2 separate regions of the Mus musculus genome follow, and region 2 is linked to region 1. Evidence: chromatin contacts called from public promoter capture Hi-C data. All regions are on one chromosome and are shown on one strand. The core of a region is the stretch at or near the end of the contact, and the rest is flanking DNA. Distances in the headings are between cores, read along the strand shown. Region 1 holds the start of 5430403N17Rik (RIKEN cDNA 5430403N17 gene). Region 2 holds the start of AI429214 (expressed sequence AI429214).

Evidence for each region. Promoter capture Hi-C pulls out the DNA fragments that hold promoters and counts their contacts.
Region 2: a promoter capture Hi-C map of embryonic stem cells shows a contact between it and region 1, with 3 times the contacts expected there. The contact joins the promoter of AI429214 here to the promoter of 5430403N17Rik in region 1. A contact is called at or near these places in 3 of 39 promoter capture datasets (the 3T3-L1 cell line, embryonic stem cells and stem cell-derived epiblast-like cells) and 1 of 9 other capture datasets (embryonic stem cells).

Annotation. Positions count from the first base shown.
Region 1 is chr8:35,881,521-35,884,220 of GRCm38.p6, forward strand. It overlaps 5430403N17Rik (RIKEN cDNA 5430403N17 gene), which reads right to left and starts at 1,437. Exons shown (of 3, transcript NR_046181.1): 1 at 1,333-1,437.
Region 2 is chr8:36,992,316-36,995,015 of GRCm38.p6, forward strand. It overlaps AI429214 (expressed sequence AI429214), which reads left to right and starts at 1,260. Exons shown (of 1, transcript NM_001039220.3): 1 at 1,260-2,700. The coding sequence starts at 1,385. The coding sequence ends at 2,266. The region is part of intron 2 of G630064G18Rik (RIKEN cDNA G630064G18 gene); the gene reads right to left.

The DNA of each region.
Region 1 (2,700 bases), core at 187-2,686:
TGTGTGTGGTTCCAGGGTTTATTTCTCATTGCCCAAACTATTTACAACATTTCACACCTCTCTGTATTTTTCAATACCACACTACTGTTTGCTTCCAGCTGATGGCTTTCTCGGGTCTCCTTCATATCCAGGTTCTACTTATGAGTCTGGATGGAGAAGGAAGACATTGGTTTTGTCTACATATTGTGGGGGTGGGGAGAGAGGGAAGTTTCACTTGAGTATCATTTGGGGAGGAGGTGATATCAGATGTAGTGGCATTGCCTCATGGAACTTTCTCCACCTCACTGGAACCAGCACGGTGTGAATGGCCACCCATTAAAAGCTAGAGGAGGGACTGACCCCAGAGTGGAACTGTAAGGGAATCAGACCAGCACTGCCACACCCTCTCCTATTCCCCCAGGAAGATGTGGGAGGAAAAACCTGAACACAAAGGGTTGTGTGCACATCTGGGAGTTGGAAGGATGCTGGCTAGAGGCGGGGTGGAAGGAAGGTGAGGCAGCTGTGACTCACTCTGAAAGAATGGGGGTGTTGGAGCTTATACATTGTCAAGGACTAGAAAACGAACTCAGATGACCTTAGATTTAGCTAATGGGAACATTGATTTCCTTTATGAAATTCAGCCAAATACATTTAACTTCTACTTCAACATTGCCAGCAAGTATTTTTCAGTTCTTATCGTAAAGTCCGTTTTTCTTCCCCACTGGGTCACTGTTTGATTTCATACCCTAGGACATATTTTACATACCAAAGCAGACCTGGTGTCCATGTTCTCCCAGCATCCCTCAGTCCCTACATGGCATGCCCTGCTCCCAACCCGGAACTTTTCAGCCCAGTGACTGGGCTGCCCTTCTGTCAGAGGCTCTTCCCTATGTAATCCAGACATTTTGGTCTCTCCTTTCTCTCCTTCTCTTTCTCTGAGTTTTCTCTTCCCCCTCTGCTCTCTTTCCCTTTCCATGGTGACTTTTATGGCCTCAGTCATTGGGGCCAGTGAACACACCTGACAGCAGCTTTGCAATAAACCTGTGTTTGTGTATATATATATATATACACACACACACATCTAAATCTGACTTTAATTGGCTAATTTCACCAAAGGAGAAATAGCATGTCACTCGCCTTTGGAGTTTTTTAGCTGCCCCTTTAAAAAAACTTCATCCAGTGATAATGTCTTAATTCAACAAGGTACCCAGCTGTTAATTATACTGCTCATAAACATGTCTTCCTTTCCTTTTCAGAGAAATGAAGGGAAAATGATGACCATCCTCCTTCTAGAGTCAGCCTTATAGCACAGCTGTGTGCATTCCCCCTCGGGCCACCTGCCCCCAGGCTTACCTGTCCACCCAGCATTCAGCGAAGCCCAGTGTTACCATTGTCAGCAGCAGAAAGTTGGAAGAACTAACTCAGTTAACAACACAAAGGGAAAGCAGATTCTTTGTTAGCTCTCCTGGCTGTGTTGCATCATAATTACAGTTTTATGCAGCCTCCGAATTCTTTTTATTCCCCTTAGGCGACGACGGCGTGGAAAGCAAACGTTTCTTTCTTTTTTCTTTTCTTTTTTTTTTTTTTTTAATGTTTCAGTGTTAATACGTGTACAGACCCTGTGAGCTGACAATTATTAGCAAATAAAGAATAGTTTATTATCTAACCTAGTTATTGTGGTCATATTTCATATCACAACAGGACAGTTTCACTGTCCTTCTTCCAAGGAGGCTGTAGGGGAAAAAAAAAACCCACATCTCGGTAGTTTGAGAGATGGGATGCAGTGAGCGTCCCTGGCTGCCTGCCATTTCCCTTCTCCTGCTCCCATCCACCCCCCACCCTAATGAATATTCAGCCTGCATCCTTCCACCGGGAGCCTGAATTGGATGCTTCCTGTTTTTCTTACCAAAGATTGACTGTTGTCCTGGGGGAAAGGGATTGTTTATGAGGATTTGCAGCTGGGAAGTCCTGTTTGTTTATTTATTTATTTATTTTAAAATTATGATCCTGACCCTGGAGACAACATATATTTCATAGTTTCCAGTAGTGCCTTGTGTGTTTGGACAGGTTGGTTACTGCTGTCTGCGCCTCCTTTTGTCATGGTGAGCAATTCAAAGGCAGGCAATGGCACTTATTAATTCCTTTCTTTAGGGTGCCTACCACAATGCTCAGATCAAAACAGAAGCTAAGTCAAATTTGTTAGATGAATAGGCATTCCTAAATCTTCTAGAAAGAGGCAATCTTAATCATCCAGCCATAAGGCTAAGAAAAGGGGAAGGTGAGATAATACTCGTGTGTGTGTGTGTGTGTGTGTGTGTGTGTGTGTGTGTGTGTGTGTGTCTGTGTGTCTCTGTGTGTGTGTGTGTGTCTGTGTGTGTGTGTGTCTCTGTGTGTGTGTGTGTGTCTGTGTGTGTGTGTTCTTTTCTTTCTGGCAAAGCTTTGAATACAATGGCATACTACAGGGGTTCAGTTTTTTTGTGTGTTTGTTTTCCTTTCAACAGTGGGTTTTTCCATACTTCGCCTGGTGTTTCTTACAGGTGTGCTTTGCTGCATGGTAAGTCTGTGGATAACAAGCTGCATGGTTTGTTGTGTGGTTGGCAAATTATTAGCGGATGTTAGGTACACCCTTGCTCCTTGTTACGGGGTAGCCTGGGACATTATAGAAAGTTGACAATCCAGTGATGGTTTGGTTGTTTTACAGAACTTATGGGTGAAAGCATA
Region 2 (2,700 bases), core at 10-2,509, 1.1 Mb after region 1:
GAAGTTGGATGAGCCTGGGTATTAGCACATGGACGTTATTAGAGGATGTACTTTAAAGACACATTCCTTGTTGGGGGTGGGGAGAAAAATGAATTATATGGAAATATGAATGGGAGCATGAGGGAGGATTTTGAAACAATTTAGAATAAAAACACGAATCCTGCTGGAAATCCCTTAGATCCACAATTGTCTTTCTGCTTTCTTTAATTTGGCCGAAATGAGGAAGTTGGAAAGTTCTTATCTTTAAAGGAAGGCTGACCAAATTTCTCAGATTATCTTTGAATATTTCAGACCATTGACCTTGGCAAAGTAAGGGAGTGGGTGAGGACACACAAGGATGAGTCGGCAGTGTCGGAAGGGATGCAGGGAAGGAAGACAAAGTGCATTTGAGAGTCCAGTGTGTGTGTGTGTGTGTGTGTGTGTGCGCGCGCGCGCGCGCGCGCTTTAGGGTCATCATCAGGATTTTCAACATGTGCCTTTATATGGCATTTGGGTCTGAGGCAATGTCTTTTAAAAGCCCCGTATTAGAGGGATGTATCATTGGGTAAGGGCTTGAGTTTGAAATTAAATAGGAGGATACTTAGACTTTCTTAAAGTGGAATTACTCATGTCACAAAACCCACTGTCCCTTTGTAAGTGGTATTAAGCACACTAACAGATTTCTTGAGCAGGCTGCATCTTTAGGCTTTATCCTCAGAGACTCAGATATACAGAATGCAGGAAATGCACCCGAACCCTCCGTGTAAAGCATCTTGTAGGTGGTAATAGCCATACAGCACAACATCTAGAGATGAAGGTATGGATCTGGCAGTTGGAAGGGACAGCACCTAACACTGTGGTTTTGAGGAATCTGCGAGGGTTTTCAGGAGCCTTGAGAGACTGTGGAGAGACCTTAGAGAATATTGTGAGTATTTCCATTTTTATTCTAAGGCAAATCTACAAACAGCTTCTCCCTTGGCTCTAAAACAGGTATGTATTACTGGGGACTTCAGATAGCACTTTTTGTGGAAATTTTGCGGCAAGACGCGTTATCTCTTTTGTCAAGTGCCATCTGTCTGTCTCCATGGGACTTACGTATGCTCAACACCTGGTCTGACCTGAAAGGTTTGCGACCTTTTCCCTTGAATTACACACAGCAGCCTGAGGGCTGAATTAAAAGCTGTTGAACGGGCTCCTGCAAGAGACAGGAAAGGGGCGGGATACCGGAGACCACTCACTGCGCATGACCGGCCCGCGTTGCCATGTCAACCAGGAAAGGCATACCCGGAAGAAGAAGCTCGCGGCACTCAACTACACCAAAGATTGTGCCCTGTCGGCTCCTCTTTACTGGTTCCAGACCCATTTTTGACCAGAGCAAAGCAGATGAGGAACTGAGTCCGAGACAATGGGGTGGCCACCTGCTCAGAAGCCGGAGGACTCAAAAGAAGAGCACGGAGGCCCGGCCCAGACGGACGTCTGTGCTACTCAAGTTTCAGAAGAGTTCCCCGGGTCCTGTGCAGATGAGGTACTGAGTTCTGGTTCCATCAGCTTCTCTGGAGAATTACAATCCTATTCACACACCTCTGAGAGCCCAGTCGAGACCAAAACGCCGACTACAAGTTCGGAAGAGCAAGACGAGCAGTCAGAACTTTCACTCTTACAGAAGGATGAAAATAAGCTGAGTGAAATGTGGATCAACCATCTCAAGAGCAAAGAAATTCATTCTGAAAGATCTCAACCCGACCGTAGACTCCCACCAGAAATCCCTAAGGAATCCGCAGAAGAACTGGATGCCCTGCAGTCTTTTTGTACTAAAAAAGTAAACTTGATTCACCAGAGACAGGATTTAAGAGCTAAGAAAAGCAACAGACCCAAAAGGCTGCAGCTCAGATGGATTGCAGAGACCTCAGAGGTAGATGCTTTCAATTGTACGATCCCTGATGAACTGTGGAACAGAATCTATTTGGAAAACACGAGAGCGACTCTGGCGTACATAGGGGCGATTACGCAACACATTTCTTCGCAGTGTCCCAGCTGTAATAGCAAAAGAGCAGAGCTGGCTCAGTCTGACTTCCTGAGACGAAGGAAAACTTTACTGCAGTCACTACTACTCCAAGAGAAAATAGATGAACACCTTCATACCACAGACTTTCTCACCCGTGTTGGAGAAGCACATCAGGGCTTCCCCAGGCTTTCAGATGATCCTAGGATCATCTGGAAGCGACTGACTGAGAAAATGCTGAAGGGAAGCTCCGGCTTTGGGCGGGCATATTCAAAGCAGGTGTAGGAAGACTGTACAAGTCTTTTTAATGATTCTCAACTCACACGTCCAACCAGATAGGAGGTGCTGACTACTAATGATGATATGTACTATGCCCAACCAGGGGATGGTGACTATTGGTGATTAGTGATAACATGTGTTGTGCATACATGTACCTGGTGTGGATTTGAGTAATTACCATCTCATATAGAGGAAATTTAGAAACTAATGTAAGATTTACTTCTGCTTCCTTCACTGAAGTCTAAATCATTAAATCCAATAGATTTTTCACATTATGGAAGACAATTGGAGAAATTGCAAAACTTTTGTAATCTAGGGGAATATATATATATATATATATATATATATATATATATATATATATATGTATGTATATGTGTGTGTGTGTGGTATTCTCTCTATACACACACACACATATGAATGATGGTAGTTTGGAGTGG